Linked DNA regions of Mus musculus: region 1 is linked to region 2. A link is a contact called in public Hi-C data. All regions are on one chromosome and are shown on one strand. Each heading gives the region's core, a stretch centred on a gene start, on an enhancer-like site or on the middle of the called end of the contact. The rest is flanking DNA. Distances are from core to core; before and after follow the strand shown.

Region 1 (5,871 bases), core at 574-3,073, 400 kb after region 2:
ATTGAATAAAAAGAAATTCAAGGAAGAAGTTGACACAGTGCAATCAGTCACTCCCTACACCTACTAAATGATCTCATGTTATAAGCTGACATAAGTCACTCTTTAAGTTCTTTTCCATGTATTTTATCACAATGTTCAATGTACATAATATACAAGAAAAGTAAATAAACCTTGAAGCCAAATTAATGCCTGCAGCAATAATAATTGCAAAGGATTTTTGTATCTCAGAGAATAGTAGCTAAAGCCTATTGTGAGGGTGGTGTGGCATTTTAAAACCTCTGCACAGTATGAAACAATTACAAGAATAAACAGATAAACTAAAGAACAGAATAAAAATATTTCCAGGCTATTGACTTGCAAGGAATTGATATTCAGAATATATAAAGAATACAACTAGCAAAAGAACAAATAATCCAACTTGCAAATGGGCAAATTGATTATCCATTTGAAAAATAACACACACATATGAAAACAACAGCAGCAGCAGCAGCAACAACCATAAGCAGTTGCTAAATGTGTGGGGGAAACATCAAGATATTTAGTCATCAGGAAGATGCAAATTAATCCTACTCTAAGTCTCGTTCATTCTCTTCTTTATTTTTGAGAATTTAATAGATGTGTACAATAAAATATCATTTCTTCCATTATTCCCATTCATGGCTCCCCTACCCCCTTTGGATAGCCTACTACGTCCAGTTAGTCCTGCCTTTATGTGTATGGGTGGGGCCATTCTGTGGAGCATGGGAAAACTATTAGGGCCATAATATCAATACAGAATGATTATTTGCTAGGAACTATCACTACCAATAGCTCCTCATATGAAGTGGGACCTTGAGATCATCTACTCTATGTATGCCAAGATTTTGACTGCTGAGAGTTAATAAGTTCAATAGCCATATCACATCCGGAAAACATCATCATTTCTCCTGTCTTCCAGATCTGACATTCTTTCTTCCTCCTCTCCTTCTAATGTTCCCTGAACTTGCTGGAGATGAGGTTTTGTTTAGGGCTGAGCTCTTGGTCCCTTATTCTCAGTGCTGTGAATAGCAACTCATCTCTCCATGATTGCTTACAGTACAGGGAAAAAAAAAAAAAAAAAAACAAAACCTCTCTGACCAAGGTTGAGACCTCGGGTCTGTCTGCCAGGAGACAAGCAACCTTGAGAAGTCTGGGATGCTACCTTGGGATTCTATTTCACCCTTGTCTGATGGCTATCATCAAGAAAACAAAAATGGTAAGGAGCATTATTGACTAAATCATAAAGTAGTCAGTTCACAATGGGAATTAGTATGGCAAAAGCCTCAAAAAAAACTAAGAAGAGAACTAGACTATGACCTTGTTACATCACTCCAGAACGTACATATAAAGAAACAAAATCTGTATACATGCCCAAATATGCAAGCTTATTGTAGCACTAGTCACTATAGCCAATTTATGCAACAGCCTTGATATCTGATGATGAATGAATGACTGAAGTATGGCTTATGTACACAATGGGTGTTATTATTTAGCCATGAAAAAGAATGAAACTATTTAATTTGCAGAGAAAATAATTGAGTGAAAATTGAGATCATATTACATAAAATAGCTAAATTCATGTAAGAACATATCTTACATATTTTCTCTCATATGCAGAATTTAGACTTTTAAAGAAAAAAAATCAAACAAGACCCACCCCATGGGAGACAGCCAAGCCCGACACTTTCATGATATTCTGCTATGCTTGCAGACAAGAGGCTACCATAACTGTATTCTGAGACGCTCCATCCAGCGACTGATGGAAGCAGATGCAAAGACCCATAGCCAAAACATAGGTGGAGCTCAGGAAGTCCTGTGGAAGAGCTGTGGGAAGCACTGAGGGGGAGCTGGAAGGATCAAGGATACCACAGGATGACCTACAGAGGAAACTAATCTGTGCCTATGAGGCGCACAGAGACTAAACCACCAACCAAAGAGCATGCGTGGGCGGGATCTAGACATCCTGTCAGAAGTAGCAGATGCATAGCTTGCTCTTCATATGGGTCCCTTAACAATTGGAGCAGGAACTCTCTCTGACTCTGTTGCCTGCCTTTAGATTGCTTTCCCACAGCTGGGCTTCCTTGTCTGGCTTCAATGGGAGAGGGTGCACTCAGTCTTGCTGAGATGTAAGAGGGTAGGCTGGTAGCCGTGGAAGGCCTCCTCTTATCTGAGGAAAAGAGGATGGGGAATGGAGGAGGGTGTGTGAGAGTGGAACTGGGACGAGAGTAGCGAAATGTCTGTGATCAGGCTGTAAAGTGAATGAATGAATGAATAAATAAATTGGTGAAGAAAAATAGAAAAAAAATCAGACAAGAAAGTAAAGGATAGTAATTGGGAAGAGGAAAGGAACCAATGAGAGGAGCCAAGGAGGACAAAGGAAGTGGGTGTGGTTAAAAAGCACTATATATATATATATATATATATATATATGAAAGTATTAAGATGGAATGCACTATTTTACATAATCAACATGTGTTAATATTGCAAATATTATAATATTAGTATACATATAACTAAAAACCTTTTTTTTTCTGAAGGAAAGTAGACAGCCACCAAGGAGTTGAACCTGAGATGGCCTGGATGGAAAAGGTCCTTGCTGCCAAGGCCAAGGACCTGAGTTCAAACCACAGGTCCTTCTAACCTCTTCATATAGGTAGATACACAAACACATAAACAAAAATAAACAAATAAAATGTAAAAGTGGATCTAACATTTAATATTCAATGTAAAGATTGAATGCTAACTTTCCTTTTCTTGTACCTTGAGCCAGGTAGGTGCTGCCTCTAACTGATTCATGAAGAATATCCGAGAAAGTACAGTAATGGAGATAATTTGCTGTGGTTTATGTTTGACATGGTCTAGTGTGCTGTGTCAGGGCGGTGGTGTGAAGCAGGATGCGAGGCTAGTAGGAAGCTTCCGTCAATGGCATGCATCCCTGAAGTGGGTTAGAGGACGTTTGTCCCTTGGTTCTTTCTGCCTCTGGCTTCCCAGGTATGGGATGAGTGGTTTGTCTCAGTCACTCTCATGACACACTGCGTTTTCCAAAATATAAGGCTAACTGATCATCAATGGAACACTCTAAAACTGTGAGCCAATATAGTCATGTTCTCTAGATATCTCTAGATAGTTGTGGATCTCGGTGTTGACCGAGTGATCAGAAGCTAGCAGTCAGTAATGTGGAGAGCTCGGCTAGTTTCATGCTCTGTGCCAGTTGAGTTTTTTGAGTCTTTTTATGTTGCTTTCTCTTACAATTATCTTAGAATACAATTACTTCCTTACCTGTCTTTGATCACATTGTTTATGAGACTAGTAGGAGCCAAACTACTTCACCATGACACTGAATCCCTACCACTGACCAGAGGAGCAGAGTTGATTTCTATGAGCCTGGGAAACCTGCTGGAAATACCAGACCTCTTCCTCTGAGCCCTAGCACAGGTGAATAATGGCTTTTTAAAACTCTTTATTTTAGGAAGCTGAATTGATATATTGAAACATGGTCCCAGGAGCTGGATGTGAACTGTCCAGCTAGAAGAGTAAAGAAGCCTGCAGAGGTACCCAACTCTAACGCCACCTGAGACCCCTTCCTGGCTCTGCCTTGTGTAAAGATCCACACAAGGTCCTCAAATGAAGAGCAGGGGCTGTAGATCTCCGCTGGGTCCAGGTCCAACACATGAAACTCCAGCTGTCTGGTGATGGGCTTTCTGGGCCAAGGCCAAGGCAATGGTATGCTCCTCACAGGTAGTCTTTTCCCGTTTCTGAGGCTCCCCAAGGTGTATTCAATAATGCGCTCCTCATCCTGAAGCAGATGGGAAAGTGTTTTAAAAGGTGCCAGGTTTATTTATGGAAGCAGGAGACAGCATTTAAGAGATGCGCTTTGCCAATGTGAAATGTGAACTCTCAAAACAGGAAGTGTGCTTTACTGCCCATTTATTTTATTGCTGTATCAGCTGCCCAGAGCTGAGGAATCCTTCCTCTCAGGCATTATTTATTTTCTAACTTCTGAACTAGAACGTCTTGACCATCGGTTCATCCGACTCCTTGAAGCCCGATTCCAACTCCGACCATGTGCCCTGTGCCTTACTGTCGTCCGGAATGCTTCACGGAGAGCACTGGAGACATTGGAAAAACATTGCTCAGCCAGCGTCTTTGTGTTTATGTACACGAGAAGCTGAAAACAATGAAACCAAATGATAATAGATGGTAAACATTGTAAATGCTTCTTAGAATGATGGAGAAATTACGAACTCTTCTCTTCTATCTTAAGACGCTTGGAAACACTGAATCATCACTGAAGCCACATGACATTCTCCGTGGAAGAAAATAGCTAGTTAAATTGAATTTGTCATTTTGCCGCTGGTAGTGATAGTAAGGAAACAAAACAATTTACTGTGTTCTTCAGTTTATGCTATTTTCATCTGCTAAGATGTAAAAGGCTTTATTAAATAGGCCAGTAATAACCAGCTAGAAGCACTTTGATATCAGAATAGCCTTGTATGTACACAAGCACAAGAGTAGAGTACAGAAGCCTCATGTCTTCTTACAGGTTCTATTAAAGAGGTAGATATCTCTGTCATTGAGAACTGAGAAGGAATCCAGAGAGGGAGAAATGGAACTTGCCATCTACATGCATTAGGGAATCCACAGATTCTGAGTATAAACAGACAACACAATCACATTCAGAAATGCATACAAACATATGCATGAAAATTTGTATGTGCTTGGTACTTCTCTATTATATCTTAAAAAGACTTAGTATTTACTTCATCTTTAAAGAAGATTTTTCTCAGTCTAGTCTATTGGAGACTTCCTGAAGATGTGTGCTTTCACACTTGGACCACCTGGTCCATGGAAACTTACATTCCTGGGAAACACACTCAGGCGGCACATGTGTTACAATGGCGCCACCTTCTGGACACTCCTGATATACCTTTCCTTGTTTCACAGTGGCTCTCCGTTGACCACAGGAAAGTCAATAATCTGACACTTGAGCCTTTTATGATCTAGCACAAGCTCATGTTCAGGAGTGATCGCCTCATAACATGCACATAGGTGATCTCTGAGTGAGTTTAAATGTATATGCATCCTCATTATCAACTCAATGAAGCAAACCAAGACAGGAACTACATATTGGTTCTATGGCTCAGTCCTAAACTGTGAGGATGAGTGAGAATAGAAAGCCTTGATACTTATAAAATACTGGTCATACGTGCTCATGACAACCTGAATATGCTTCTTGATGGTGTTTAGAAGTTTAAATAAAAAAGAAAGCAAGAAGAAAATAGACAACAGGATATGGATCTGAACTCAAAATGAACATGGAAAAATGTGTAGAAAAAATCTTGCAGGAAGTGTCCCAGTGAGTAAAGCACCTGCTATACAAGTGTGAGTGCCTCCATTTGAATCCCCACAATCTAAGCCAATCTGGGCACAGCTGTGCACATCTATCTGCATGTGCACTGATCTCTAGGAGAGATGAGAGGTACAGTCAGGAGGATCCAAGAATCACACTATCCAACTATTCTGGGGTTCACATAAGCAAGTTGCATATATATCTTATCTCAAATGAAGTAGGAGATGAAAACCAGCATATAAGGTTCTCCTCTAATTTCCTCATATACAGAAGCATGTGTATGCCTTTGAAACACATGCATACACACACACCTATACACACAAGCACAAATACCATATACAACATCACATATACATAAAATGAAAGTGGAAAATTCACAAATGACAAAAATGCAAAGTAAAGTCTAGCAATGTTAAACTTGACTGTTAAACATCAAGAGATTATTACTGAAATGATAATAATCATTATAATAATAGTCTTGTTGCCTAGAAAACAGGCAACTT
Region 2 (6,173 bases), core at 3,464-5,963:
ACTAAGAAGCTGTCACAAATTAGAGGAGATAGACAGAGAGATGTGTCTATATGAAAAGAGAGAACCTAATTATATTAGAAAAATATGGGTCATTTATAAAAGTATTAAGTGCCTAATCCCTTGTGGGCTACAATAACAAATTACAATATTGGGTAATATATAGTATCTACTACTTACAGTCATGGAAGCTAGGGAATCCAAATTCAAGACACTTGCAGATTCTATCTCGTATTGTAGATGATAGATATAGTCTTTGTCCTTAGATGATGAAAAAGAAAAAGACACATAAGCTTCAAGAAGTCTCTTATAAGTACATCAGCACTACTTTCAAAGATCACTCTCACAAGCTCCCAAAACTTTTGACTCCTAGTACATTGCGTTGCAAACTAGGTTTCAAAATCAAAATTTTGGATAGAAACATACATCCAACCTACAACACTAGGCAAAGTCTATGTCTGTCATTTGGGAACTATGATACAGTTGATTTGTTATATGGACCATGGATATGCAAAACATTAACAGAAAAGTAGATGAAATGAATATAAGAACATTATACTATAGTACTTTTGCAATTTCTCCTTTAGTGAAAAAATATTCCTAAATGAAAATATAATGTATAGTAAGAATGTAAACATACATTTCTCAGAAAGTGGACCTTTCTCAAAGAACAATATTTTTCTGAGAGAAAAATACTCAGAGGCATGTCACAGTACCTTCTTTTTTAAAATGTTAATTTTTATTAGATATTTTCTTCACTTACATTTCAAATGCTATTCCCATTCCTAGTTTCCTCTCTGAAAGTCCCCTAATCTTTCCCTCCCCCCAACCCTGCTCCCCAACCCACCCATTCCTGCTTCCTGGTCCTGGCATTCCCCTGTACTGGAGCATATAATCTTTGCAAGACCAAGGGCCTCTCCTCCCATTGATGTTCAACTAGGCCATCTTCTGCTACATATGCAAATAGAGACACAAGCTGGAGGGGGGGGTACTGGTTAGTTCATATTGTTATTCCTCCTATAGGGTTGCAGACCCCTTTAGCTCCTTGGATACCTTCTCTAGAACCCAGATGTCCTTCAACAGAGGAATGGATACAGAAAATGTGGTACATTTACATAATGGAGTACTACTCAGCTATTAAAAACAATGAATTTATGAAATTCTTAGGCAAATGGATGGATCTGGAGGATATCATCCTGAGTGAGGTAAACCAATCACAAAAGAACACACATGATATGCACTCACTGATAAGTGGATATTAGCCCAGAAACTTAGAATACCCAAGATACAATTTGCAAAACCCATGAAACTCAAGAAGAAGGAAGACCAAAGTATGGACACTTTGTACCTTCTTAGAATGGGGAACAAAATACCCATGGAAGGAGTTACAGAGAAAAAGTTTGGAGCTGAGATGGAAGGAAGGACCATCCATAGACTGTCACAGTACATTCTTAAGGCATTATAAGCAGAATTAAGTTTCCCTGAAAATTATTCACAGCCAATGTTTCACTTGCAAGCAGAATGCAACTTTAACTGCCTACCACTGGGGAGGGAGAGGAGGGACCTGGGAGGGAAAGTGGACAGGGTGGTGGGGTCAGTGGGGGTAGAGGGGAACCTGATCTGGTATTGGGTGAGGGAAAAGTATTGAAGCCCTGAGGGCCAGCAGCCAACTTCAGGAAATAGGAGGTTGGGGGAAACCTCCAGAGTGCACCAGAGACCTAGGAGGTAAGAGACTTTCAGGAATCAAAGGGAGGGACCTTAGATGAAATGCCTGACAGTAGGGACAGGGAACTTATAGAGCCTACCTCCAGCAGGAAGACAGGGCATCAAGTAAGAGATGGGGTTCCCATCCCACAGTCACATCTCTGACCCATACTTGTTCCTGTCTGAAAGAATTACAGGGATGGAAATGGAGAGGAGCCTTAGGAAAAGAAGGTCCAGCAACAGTCCCAAAGTAGGATACAGATCAAGAGGAGGTCCCAACAACTGACACTATTACTGAGGCTATGGAGCACTCACAAAAAGGGACTTAGCATGACTGCCCTCTGAAAAACCCAACAAGAAGCTCAAAGAGTCAGGTGCAGATATTTGTACCCAACCAATGGACAGAAACAGCTGACTCCTGTTGTTGAATTAGGGAAGGCTGAAAGAAGCTGAGGAGAAGGGCAATCCTGTAGAAGGACTAGCAATCTCAATTAATCTGGACCCCTGAGATCCCTCAAACATTGGATCACCAAACAGACAGCATACACCAGCTGATGTGAGGCCTCCAACACACATACAGTAGAGGACTTCCAGGTCTGTGTTCTTTCAGAGATAATGCACCTAACCCTCAAAGAGAATGGAGGCCCCTGGGAGTTTAGAGGTCAGGTGGGGTCAATGGTGGGGTCATCCACATGGAGACAGGGGGTGGGGAGGAGGTATGGGAAGTGGACTGCCAGAGGATGGATGGGGAGGTGGGTGTGAATGGATTATAGAATGTAAAAATAAATTTTAAAAAAAGGAAAAAAAAGAATTAAAATACACACACACACACACACACACACACACGCACAAATGCTATTGTTTCCTTGGCATTGAGAAAATAAATCTCTTAAGTTCACCCTGTCAGACTAAATGAGTAAAACAAGAAAAATAAACAAAAGATCAAGTGGATCCTTGCACAAAACCTATCACTCTTGCCATTTGAATTGAACCAGAATCTCCAGATAACAGTGACCACCAAAGCAAAGGAAGAAGAACAAAAAACTGGAGCTTTCGATTTGTTTTCAGTAACACAAGACTTGCCCTCACTAAAATGTTGTCCTGGGGAGTTAATTAAACAGCCAATCTGGCCTATCCTGAGATGTGAGGGGACCTGTGACAGGCTGAACAAATGGGCCAGGAAAGGTGTGTGCTGTTTGGCTTGATTGAGGAGCTTGGGTTTTTCACCCCTAACTCTCCTGCCATCTGGACTTGAGTTTGTGGAATGTGGGATGGCTGCCTCTCTGCGCTTATCTGCTGATAAGATTTTCAGCCTCAAACACATGTACTCAAAAGGCAGGGAGCAAGCATTTTAGACTTTAAACAGCTTCCAAACCCTCCCTCTGAAGTGCCCATTGCACTAAGGCAGGGAAAGGAAGTAAACACACTCGCATGCTTTGCCCTTTCCCTATCTAGGATGTTTGATGTCAAAATGAACAAAGACTAAATAGAAAAGGTTGCCGAAGGGGAAACTGGAGCCATGATGTGCCTCCTAAGCCGTAGGACTCCAAAGTTAATCATCTTTAAGAAGATACACCCGTTCAAAGAAGTTTTATTGACACTTAAGGAACAATAACAACGTTTACAACTGCCTGGTCATCAAGCTGAATCCCAGAAAACAAATTATTTAAGGATGTTTATGGACCAACTATGCAAAGTTGTCCTCTGACATCCACACCTGAACCATGGCACATGCACACACACTTCATGTGTGCCTGCACATAATAATAGAGTCTTTTAAAACATCTTCATAACTCTGCCACGTGATCATCCAGTGACCCATTTTTCATGTCCTACTTTGCCACAAGCACAAAGTAGAAGCTTGAATTACCAAGCCATTTAATTCACTAAAGCCTAGTTTTCAAGGAGTTTATACCCAGGAACATGGGCAGAAGAGCAGAAACACTACAGGACAGAGTGACACAGGCCCTAAGAAATAGAAACTCTGATTCGGCTTCAAGGCCAGAGATAGAACCCACTGAACAAGATGCCATCTCATATGTTGTTTGATTTTCAAAATTCTCTTTCTGGCTCATCCCATCTCAGGCTAATGTTTAAGCTCAAAGAGGGAATAAGCCTTTTCCATTTGTGAAGTTGGAAATATATAATGGTAAGTGCGATCAACATATTCCTTTTTGGTATCATAAGTTTATGGTCTTTAAATGACTGGAATTTTACCACAGGGAAAAAACTTTATAGAATTTTATTTATTAAAAATATTACAAATGTCTCTCAAAGAGCTGAACTGTATCATACTCCTGTATCCTAGGATACTAGGAAACATGACTTCTTTGATCTTAACTATTTTAAAGGGGCAAATTCTTCTCTTATCTTCTTATAGTACCTAATCAGTTTAATAGGAGATGAGTGATCTGATTTCTTCCTTGACAAAAAGCAAAGAGAAAATTTAACCTACACAACCCCTGTGGTGTCTGAATTAGTGTCTAGTAATACCAGAAGTAATTGCAGAAAGACATAAGATAAGGATACCCTATTTGGCAAAATAATTGCAAACTGATGGAATGCTTTTATTTACAGCTGTCATATTAATTAATTAATATTAACTAATTGATTAATACACTGACACCTGTGAATCCAAACTCAACAAACAAGCAGGCATACATAACAGCCCTGAAAGATAAGTGTTAATAAACTGGTGTTGAAATGTATGCTGTTTAAAAATTCTGGCACTCTTTAAGGGCCTACTTTCTGTAATTTCACATAGTCCCTAGTCAATGCTGTTCTCTGAATTTGCCATTGCATACATTTCATTCTCTAAATGTACCAAACTTATCTCCTCAGAAATCTCTGCAGCCCTTCAAACATCACCTCCCTCCGTTGGTTTACTCATCCCAATGCTCCCGGATTCTGTTTTTCTGGCCAAGTGAGGAAAAGCCCTCTTGCTTCTAGAGGTCACACACTATCTTGATTTAGCAGGTTGGGCCCCTGAATCACTCCTCTTCTCAGTAGCAAAGAATGCAGGCTCAGAAGGATTAATTACCAAAGCCAGTAATCCTGACTCCAGCCTACAAATATATGGGGAAGTCCAACAAAAATCTTGAAAGTGATTTGCAACATTCTGTTCCAATCTGTCTCATGAGTAATGCCACTTTGACACCTCTTACCCATGTAAACAGAATTATCTCACACACATCAGCTATTCTTTCTGAACCCTCTCCTTTTCACCCCGAGGCTCAATTTTCCCTCCCCTGAAAGAAGATCAACATAGTTTTACTAATAGCTTCTACCTCACTCTCCCTAGTGAAATGAATACCCTCTCAAGGTAGGAATGCCAGTAGCTTGTTTTATTACAAGTCATATGTACTCCCACAGGCCTGGGCAAAAATTAATTATGTATTTTGGTCTCCAGCCCAGGGGACATAGAAACGCTTGGCAAAATCTCATAAGTCGGATCAAACCTGGCAACTGTCGTCACATCACATCAGTGAAATCTCAGTTTACTCAGAAGGAACCAGAGTGGAAATTCCTGATTGACCATTAAAAGGCTTAAGCAGGTAGCACTTTCTTGAAATTATTTTGATTTGGACTCAGTAGGCTAAAATTCAGCCAGAGACCACACATCTGCCCATCATAGTAGAACAGTTGTCTGTGAACCTGCCCTTCCATACCCACAGATTCCACAACCAGCCACAGACCAAAACCTTCTAAAATCTTACGTCTGTGCTGAACAAATACAGATATTTCTTGTCATTATACCTTATACAATGCAGAAAAGCAACTATTTGCATACTATTTACATTGTACTAAATACAATGTAGAAATAATTTAAAGAACATGAGATAGATATGTGTGTGGGTTACATGAAATGCTATACCATTTTAGATAATTTTATATAGTAGACATGAGCAACTGTGGATTTGGGCAATTGAACAAGGGCCTGGAACCAATCCTCTGCAAATGCCATGGATGATTGTAATTCTGTGAATGAACATACTTGCAACCTGTATGTCATGATTGACCATTGAATATAAATAAAAGATATCATTGATTTTTTATGTATCCACACACACATACAGTACCATACATGACTATAAAATTATTTTTATCTATGTTAGTGTATATAAATAATATAAAATATTAGAGTTTGATATTGCCCAAGTGAGACTCTGGTTCAGAATGTTAAAAGCATCTTAATATATTCAATAAAAGTTTGAATTACTGAAAAAAAGGAATTATAGAAAATGATACCTCACAAAAAGCCACATATTAACATGAGTATAGATACAATTAAAACCCAGATAACTAAGACCTATATGTATAGCAAGAAATATATTTAGGTGTGTTAAAACCATGAAGTTTACTGTGCACATGTACCCAACATGGGTCACAGAGAAAAGTTCTTTTTTCCTCACAAATAGCCACCAGGGTCTGTTTCTGCTGTTGATTTATTAGTTTTTGAATCACATTGTATC

What was found. Hi-C and Micro-C count contacts between places; a contact is called where the count stands out from the background.
Region 1: a Hi-C map of the C2C12 cell line shows a contact between it and region 2, with 3 times the contacts expected there. The contact joins two enhancer-like sites. A contact is called at or near these places in 1 of 15 datasets of contacts at CTCF or cohesin (the NIH/3T3 cell line) and 3 of 484 Hi-C or Micro-C datasets (the C2C12 cell line and nephron progenitors).

The regions. Positions count from the first base shown.
Region 1 is chr12:10,532,363-10,538,233 of GRCm38.p6, forward strand. No RefSeq gene overlaps it. Among named protein-coding and RNA genes, the nearest start is that of Gm38407, 89 kb to the left of the region's middle. Within about 2 kb of position 1,824, at least 3 of the 459 cell types and tissues checked have an H3K27ac peak or open chromatin away from gene starts, as enhancers often do. A contact at or near this core is called in the C2C12 cell line, where this site is marked.
Region 2 is chr12:10,131,313-10,137,485 of GRCm38.p6, forward strand. No RefSeq gene overlaps it. Among named protein-coding and RNA genes, the nearest start is that of Gm46324, 57 kb to the left of the region's middle. Within about 2 kb of position 4,714, at least 11 of the 459 cell types and tissues checked have an H3K27ac peak or open chromatin away from gene starts, as enhancers often do. A contact at or near this core is called in the C2C12 cell line, where this site is marked.